Linked DNA regions of Bombyx mori: region 2 is linked to region 1. A link is a contact called in public Hi-C data. All regions are on one chromosome and are shown on one strand. Each heading gives the region's core, a stretch centred on a gene start, on an enhancer-like site or on the middle of the called end of the contact. The rest is flanking DNA. Distances are from core to core; before and after follow the strand shown.

What was found. A called contact is a pair of places that touch in the nucleus more often than the background predicts.
Region 2: a contact with region 1 is called in a Hi-C map of middle silk gland, with 2.1 times the contacts expected there. The contact joins two enhancer-like sites. A contact is called at or near these places in 2 of 7 Hi-C or Micro-C datasets (middle silk gland and whole pupa).

What each region holds. Positions count from the first base shown.
Region 1 is chr23:12,603,443-12,607,912 of ASM3026992v2, forward strand. All of the region lies in intron 2 of LOC100174824 (fez1), which reads right to left. Among protein-coding and RNA genes, the nearest start is that of LOC101738187, 36 kb to the left of the region's middle. Within about 2 kb of position 2,114, at least 2 of the 8 cell types and tissues checked have open chromatin away from gene starts, as enhancers often do.
Region 2 is chr23:12,664,838-12,669,307 of ASM3026992v2, forward strand. The region is part of intron 2 of LOC100174824 (fez1); the gene reads right to left. Among protein-coding and RNA genes, the nearest start is that of LOC100174824, 19 kb to the right of the region's middle. Within about 2 kb of position 2,119, at least 1 of the 8 cell types and tissues checked has open chromatin away from gene starts, as enhancers often do.

The DNA.
Region 1 (4,470 bases), core at 864-3,363:
TATATCCTTCGCGTGAGGTACTCGTGGATGCTTACTGTCAGTATGCGGTCGATGCTATACATTGAGCTGGGTGGGAATTTTAAAGAAGGCACAGAGGGATCCTTTACCGACATTCCAAAAGGCTATAAAGACGTTTTCTGAATTTAAAAAGATATGGTTCGGTACAATTAGTAACAAAATCCACAATTTTCCCAGTACTTTTTGAAACACAATCCGATTCTACTTCTGTAAAGGCATTACATCTCTAAAATATATAAAAATATATAAAATATATAAATTGATTTCGAATAAAAAAATTACAAATGCGGAAGTCCACATGTTGCTTCAATTCAGTACAATATAAATAAAACCTTATTCTAAATCAGCTCTGAACGCCAATTGTTACATCTTTTTTAACTAACTATCTATTCATAGTAGATAATTCATCATCCAATTCAATCGTAAATATGTTTAGTCAGTACAATATTATTATTTTTTGCATTAAAAAATCGTTCGGATCAATTTGACATTTTTAAATTCCTTATCGAACAAAAGCAGATCTTCAATAACAAAGCAGCCATGTAAGAAGCAAACAGAATTAATAAACAGAAGTCGCAGTATTAAGCAGTGCCTTATAAAACAATTTTAAAGAAGCGAAGCACGTGCCGTTTTATACTTTCAACATAAATGAATGCGTTTCGTGTGATCAAGAATTCTAAATGAAAGTCATCCAAATTAATTACGTCGCCAAATACGAAGTTTCCAGAAAAACCTCTCGTTTAACATGTGCCAACGAATCAATCAAGCGGAATGAAATGTCCTAAAGGCTACAATCCATTACTTGAAGCGCGATTGCAGTGATATAATCCGTGGTTTGGTTATAGTTAGGTTAAGCGATGTTCAACGGGCCGTCAGCACGATAACCTTCGTTGGAAATGGTAAGCCCATGGTTACCAGTCGAGATAGAAATAAGACAGAGAATCAAGTCAGGATATTAATACAGAACACGGAAGATTGGGATTCGATAATTTAAGGTGGCAGAGATTCTGATCGAAATTTAACAGTCAAGATCCTCGGAAGTAAATAGTTGTGTTGACAATTACGTCTTTAAAATGCTGTTAGTTAGCCGACGAATTGTAACTTTAATTTGCGCAAGCTCTTGCTTTCCGTTCTTCCTCTTTCCAAGCTACATTTCATATGGAGGTTGGATGCTGTGGTGCAAAAGTGACGATGTTCGGTGGATTAATCGCTCATACCATCCAATAGCTCCAACGCCAGAGGAAAAAGTTTGGCAATTACATGACTAGATCCAAAAAAAACTGACAAAATGTAGGATTAAAAGTTTTGTTTACGTATTGTGAAATTCACGAAAGTTTGACTCGATGTATGGATCAGAGTTGTGGAACAGAGCTTTATTTCTGCTCACATAGCTTCGCTTTGAAATCAGTTGTGAACTATCCTAAAACTGAGAAAAACTTGCATAAATCGAAACAAACGATATGAAGTCTGCAATTCCAATGTCTTGGCGTGTACAAAAAACTCAAAGACCCAAGTCCGCTGCTCTTTATGGATGATTAAGGAAAGATCAAATTACAATAGACTTTCCGTCACGTGTTTCGGCATTTTGAAGAGTTGTTATTTTTTTACGATCTATATTTTGTTTTTTCTTTCTACCAGGTAGGCAGCGAATTGGATCTGCCACTGCCATTGCTGAAGTCCATGGGCGACGGTAGCCACTCACCATCAGGTGGGCCGTATGCTCGTTTGCCTACAAGAGCACTAACAAAAAAATAAAAAAAAACCCTAGTCGTTAGTGGCCTCGAGGGGTTAATCCAAATAAGCGCGGACGGGTGGGCGAGCTCACGGGCTGAACCTGACAGAACTTGTTAACACTAGCCCTAGCAAGAGCAGTGCTCGCTGAATCTACCACCGGATTGGAATCATGAGCCATTGCAAAGATCCCGGTAGAAACTTAGTGCCGGTGCATAACTCTCGTGATAACTCTACACCAATTGGGCCTTCAAAACTTTCAATGCCTCAAACTTACCCTTAAAAACGATATAGAAATAAAAAATATTTAAAAAACTACTCTCTGTATACTATACGGCAAATATGTAATACGAGTATATTGGAAAAAAAAGTTAGTGCTCACGTCCATACATTCCGCGCGTCACCTGACATTTAATCGATCTTACATTCCATGCGATACATTATTGAAAATTTCGTATGTCATTTTTTGTTATTGTTATCGTGACAAGATTCCGAATCACCAGTCTGTTTTCGGGAACAGTTCAAATACGGAGTGTATAACTTATGTTGTCTATTGTTATTAAAAAATCGGTTGTCTGTAAAGTCGGTTTACTGACGATAGTTGAATGTGACAACGTCAAAAGAAAATAATGATGGAATGGTTTCATTTTTCAATTATCGCAATTATCGTTGCTAGAAAAAATTGACACCAGATTCAGTTTTCACTGAACTTCATACTTGACGAAAACATGTACGCCTCAGAGCGAGGTAACGCCGCATGAGTCATGTTTTTTCGTGCGTGCAGGCTCCATCGAATTATAAGCCGTTGTCACGTCAAAAGCATGTGTAGCGTTTTCTTTCAAGACATCTCCCATCAGTCTAATATAAAATAGTTAAGTTTGTATTTTCAGGTTGAGTTACAGCTATGTGTGTAATTTTATAATGTTCTGAAGCAAGTTTTATAACTGAATACGGTCTGTGGGTCAATGCGGCAGTCCCCCGGTGACAGACGAACGCTAGACTTGTTTTCTACGTAATCAAGACATAAGTTGAAGCGTGTTTGTTGAGAAGTAAAAAAATTTAGCTCAAACGACTTTCTAAGCCATTTTAGTAACTTCTCAAAGAATAAATAATTTAAAACTAAAATTATCAAGTTTTATTGGGCTTATAATAGACAAACTAGCAATAACTTTTAAAATGTTTTCGTAGATTCGGAAGAAAGCGCCTGTGAAAAATATAATGTGTGTTCATTGTAAAAATATAATTCATGCTGCTTGTAATTTAAAATAAGATTAATAAAATATTTTAGTATAATATTTTTCGCGATAGGCGACTCGCATTGCGCATCCATGAACGACAGTGACTGCTCCCCATCAGCTGGGCCCTACGATCGCCTGTATACTAAGGCTAAAAATAATTCGGATTTCGCGGGTCTTGTAACATTCAGAAATCAGATCATCAACAGAAAGTCCGAAAATCTATCAACAAAAAATCAGAGAAATTAGCAAAAACAAGTTAGTATTAGTTCAAGCCTTAATTTTAAAATGGAAAAGGGCTGGACATGTAGCACGCCCTCAAGACCAGAGATGGACAAAAAAGTAACAATATGGAAGGGCCCCCTAGGAAAAAGAAAGAGGGGAAGACCATATACTAGATGGGAAGAAGATATAAAGAAGTAACAACTACAAACTGGGTTAAAATTGCCCAATTTAGAGAAAATTCGCTATCCTTGGAGGAGGTTTTTTTTACCTGAGGAGGGGTTCTAAAAAGTGGGAAATAGTAACTAATATTATTCAGCAAACATTTTTATTCGTTACTATACTGAGACGATATACTTATATAGTTGTAACTATACTGAGACCTTAGAACTTATATCTCAAAGTGGGTGGCGCATTTACGTTGTAGATCTCTATGGGCTTCAGTAACCACTTAACACCAGGTGAGCTGTGAGCTCGTCCACCCATCTGAGCTATAAAAAAAGTTATTTAATGGCAAAGATCACATTGCGTTAATTTTTGTTTTTATGTCATTTATATGAAATAAAAGGCTTTTTATTATTTATTATTATAAATATCATTATAATAACCTACTTTTATGGTTTAATATCCCGTTTATTATTTCTAATGCTTTACAGTTGTCGTTGTCTCACTGAACACTAAAGTGTTATTCGTCGAAAATTTAATATAGTGCAAACTATGTTTTTAAAAAAGAATTATAGTAAATTTAGCTGAGGTAATCAGAACATTAAAAAATAATAAAATGAAAATAATAAACGCGAGATATAGTTAGATATAGAATAAAGTTAAGGTATTATATAATTATTATCAGTCTAAGGTATTTGTAGTATAAAGTTTATTACCAAGTTTATCTAGAGATGTAGATGTATAAAGTGACTAAAATTATTATTTATGCAACTTGAATTGTGTCCAACCTAATACACTTTTCTCGCGGTTATTAAAATCAGCTTGGCACAACGCCAAAACCTAGGTTCCTTCCTTCCTTTTCCTAGAAATAATTTATATGGCAAAACACGTTTGCTGGGTCAGCTAGTGTTTACCCATTTGCATACCCATACGAGTCTAAACAAACTTTTGCTTTCAATTTAATTCGATTGCTTACCAATTCATCCATCTAATTGTTCTATTCATATTAACGACTCCGGAAACTTTGAAGAAAACGTGTCACCACAAGTCACCATCATAACCGTGTCATATTTTGCGCGCGAATCAATAAGATGACGTC
Region 2 (4,470 bases), core at 869-3,368, 61 kb after region 1:
TAAGATTTAACGTTTAATAATTTTCAAATGTTCTGTCATGCTGAGCTAGTTTTGGTATCTATACTTCTATACTAATATATAAATCTACAGTGGTTTTTACGGATGTTCCGTTATAACTACTGAACTATGCATCCGATTGACTTGAAACTTGGTATCCATGTAGAAAATACATGTAGTTACTTAATGAATAGGCTAATATTTATATGAGTGTTGAACTCCCTGCATCAGTTGCGGGAGCGTTAATGATGAGAATCTTTGTGAGGGTGAGAAATAATACAGTTAATTTTAAATGCCAAGCGAAGCGGACGGGTACAGCTAGTACTAAATAAAATTATCAGACAAATTCTGGGATTTCGAAAATGAACACATTTACACGAATCATGTTCTGTTCGATCACTGTGAAGTGTTTTAAATGTTATTAATTAGTTAATTACTAACTATTAATTACTTACTATACTTACAAATTGCTAACATCTGTATGGCGTCAGCAAAATTAAAATGAAACAAATTTATTTGTTCACCAGCCCTAACTTAGATAGTGCCTTTTTGCTCTTGTTGCTTGCTCTCTTTACCAACCTGCGAGGCAATATTAGTCCGACTTGTGATACAAAATAACTGGTAAATCCGCGTAATCTTGCGCTCGACTAAGAAACAAACTCTGTTAAATACGGGAACGACTTTAATAGAAAAACGTTTTCTTGTATTTATTTTCTGCTAATATCACTTAAGAAATACATACGAATCAGCGAATGCTAATAAAAACTTACACCACCACACTAGAGTTCATAAACGATTGCTTTAATGAGTACCGACGTAAAATTCTTAAGAAGAAAAGTCCTTCTGTTTTACTACATTATTAATTAATGAATGTAATAATAGTTTTAATCAGGTATATGTTTGAGATATAAGATAAAGTAGTACTATAGAACTTGACTTAAAATTCATGTCTCAAGGTACGTAGCGGTATTTAGGATGATGATGTCTATAGGTCCCAGTAACCAATTAATACCAGGTGCGCCGTGAGCTTTCATCTGTTTAAACGAGAGAAAAAACAATGGGAATTGTACTCAATATAAAAGTTAAAAGTTAAAATGTATTTTTAAATATTCAGAGACGAAACAACAAGGTAAAACGCAAGGCAGAAAGAATCTTACAAATTCTCGTACAAAAGCTCAGAGAAATAAAACTTTATTCGTCTCGAGAGCTCTGAATTTTGTACTCGAGTTTTCCTGCTGATTACTCGGTTCCTTTATCATTAAACATAATCATTGCCCGCGTACTCTGAACTCGCAAAATTATATAATACCCGACAAATCGTAAGAATTCTTGTACGTAATTTGAAGTCGTAACTGTATCGAAATTAAACTCGAAAATTGTGCAGTCGTAATTATGCTGACATTGTTCGCTCGATATTGTAAGCTTCTCTTAAAGGTCACAAGATTGTAGGGTCAATACAGATAGACAAAAGTGGCCCTTAACAAGCCTCACACTTAAATAAATTTCGTAATATTTTCTAAAGACTCTCAAGGCAGATTTCGGCTGATTGACGACAATTTAGTGTCCCTTATGGATAGTATGCGGATGGATCGTGAATTCGTTCACCTGTCTACGCAATAAATAAAAAGGCACTGTAAATGCGATTAGGTTAGAATAAGTTAATCCAATTACTTACGTCAATAATGAAGTTATCGATCTTATTAAATCAGAAAACAGTAGTAGCACAAATAAAACCTTTTCGAAACAGACTGGGTGCATAAATGTATTTTTTAGCTTGTTACGACTCACTGGTGGTAGGACCTCTTGAGAGTCCTCGCGGGTAGGTACCACCACCCTGCCTATTTTTGCCTTGAAGCAGTAATGCGTTTCGGTTTAAAAGGTGGGGCAGGCGTTGTAACTATACTTGAGACCTTAGAACTTATATCTCAAGGTGGGTGGCGCATTTACGTTGTAGATGTCTATGGGCTCCAGTAACCACTTAACACCAGGTGGGCTGTGAGCTCGTTCACCCAAGTAAGCAATAAAAAAAAATCTAAATTTATTCGTCATTGCACTCATTATGAGCATAGAAAGTTAAGGAAGCCACGTAAATGCGTACAAAAACAAACATGGAGACTGTTTGGGCGATCCCAACCGGTCACGCTACGTAGCCTTGCAACTGCCTAGGGCTGTAATCTGTTGTAATCATCATTCACTGAGCGAACCATTCAACTTTGCAAAATTCTGAAGTCCTTTTTTAGAAGCAGCTCATAATATGGCTTTTTATTTTTTTATTTTTGGAACGAAGTTCCTTGTGGGACGATGCGGAGGGGCACCCAGACCGGGAAAAAACGTCCGTAACGTAAGATTTTTATTATTTATGTATAATCTTAGTATGATGGCTATACAGTGTCTAATGTATAGTCTACGTGATGACGGTTATTATTATTATTCATATAAATAGGTGTTTCTTTGTATATTATTATTATATTTTTTATAAATCATTGTGAATAAAATAAAGTTGATAACTTTGTAAAGTAGTTTTTATTTATTTTTATCAATAAAAAATCATAATAAAAAATGTATACCCGAATAATTATTTTCTTTATACCTCGAATAGAACGTAAAATTAATATTTTTATAATAAAGAACTTCGTTCTTATCCGGTGTGCCACGACATCACACATCTTTTTTTTTTTTTATTGCTTAGATGGGTGGAAGAGCTCACAGCCCACCTGGTGTTAAGAGGTTACTGGAGCCCATAGACATCTATAACGTAAATGCGCCACCCAACCTTGAGATATAAGTTCTAAGGTCTCAAGTATAGTTACAACGGCTGGCCCACCCTTCAAACCGAAACGCATTACTGCTTCGCGGCAGAAATAGGCAGGGTGGTGGTACCTACCCATGCAGACTCACAAGAGGTCCTACCACCAGTAGGAAGAGCAAAATTTATAGACCAAACTATTTTTTTTTTATTATGTTGTAACCATCCGGCTATGGAATGAGCTCCCCTCCACGGTGTTTCCCGAGCGCTATGACATGTCCTTCTTAAAAAGAGGCTTGTGGAGAGTATTAAGCGGTAGGCAGCGGCTTGGCTCTGCCCCTGGCATTGCTGAGGTCCATGGGCGACGGTAACCACTCACCATTAGGTGGGTCGTATGCTCGTCTGCCTACAAGGGCAATAAAAAAAAAATGCTTGATTTTTGTTGGATTCATAATAATCATCATATTTGGTATTTAATTGGTATAAAATTTGGATTGGTATTTAATTTGGTATTTAATTGGTACTTAATTGCGTTAAAGTTCCGTTAATTTTTACGTTATTTCCAACAAGAACGGATCTCTCCTTAAGAACAATCCTTCAGAAGGTCCTTAATAAATAAGGACCTTGTGGATTAAGCTACATCGCCTCATCTCTAGAACGAATTTCGCGTATTCAATAAAAAAATAATTTATAATTACTAACAAAGCTACGAAGCGAAAATTTTTGAGTACCCGCAACCCTAACATTTTTGAGTGCTCGAGATTTACTTAGGCATTTGTATAACGGTATCCTCCAATTGCTTTAACAGCTATTAAAATAAGACTTTTTTTTAATGATACAACGGACAATTAAAACCTTTTATGCATTGTCAATGACACATTCAGAGAAAAATGGCAGCTTTTAATGTACCCCTAGAATGGGTGATATCCATAATGAGCGGTTAGAGCTCTCTAAGAAATGGGGCGTTTGCGTTCATAGCTTTGCTAAAATACTTTTACTGCAGAAACATGTAGAAATAAATGCAGTGATGTTTTATTTGTCAATATGGGTTATCGTTGTAATATATAGGTATTATTTTGTAATAGGTTGTAATATATTAACATTTTAATTAAGGATGTTAAATTGCACCCTAAAACATACAAATTACATTGAGATCACATGAATTAATTATATCGACGCTTGAAAGGCAAACGTGACTAAGCGACAATAACTGCTTTGTACATAAATGATAGGCAATAATATTCGATGCGCAAAAAAAATATATTTCTAGGTCTATTAAAATCATTTCAATCCTACAGCTAGATTCGTTAAAATAGAATTTTTCTCAGGTATTTCAACTTCAAATTAGTCTACTGTAAAGTTCACGCACCGTCGCTTAGTCAAGTTTGCCTTTCAAGCGTCGATATGCATTATTATTATTCTTATGTAAAATTAACATCATTACTAATAGGCTAGAATGTCTTATTAAATTAATTCATTTTTCAATAATTACAATTAAATTTATTCACGAACTCAGAGTATTAAAACAATTTAATATGTTTCATACCCTGTATATAAATTTTTTTATATTATTTATGTTTATATATATATATGTTTATTATTTTACTATTTCCAACATGTCCAGTTACAGTTTTCGTGGTCGTCCATACACAAGAACAATTAAGCTGAGACTACGAATGCCAAATGCCTTTTACAATACAAATTCAAGAGTCAACTTTAAGATTTAA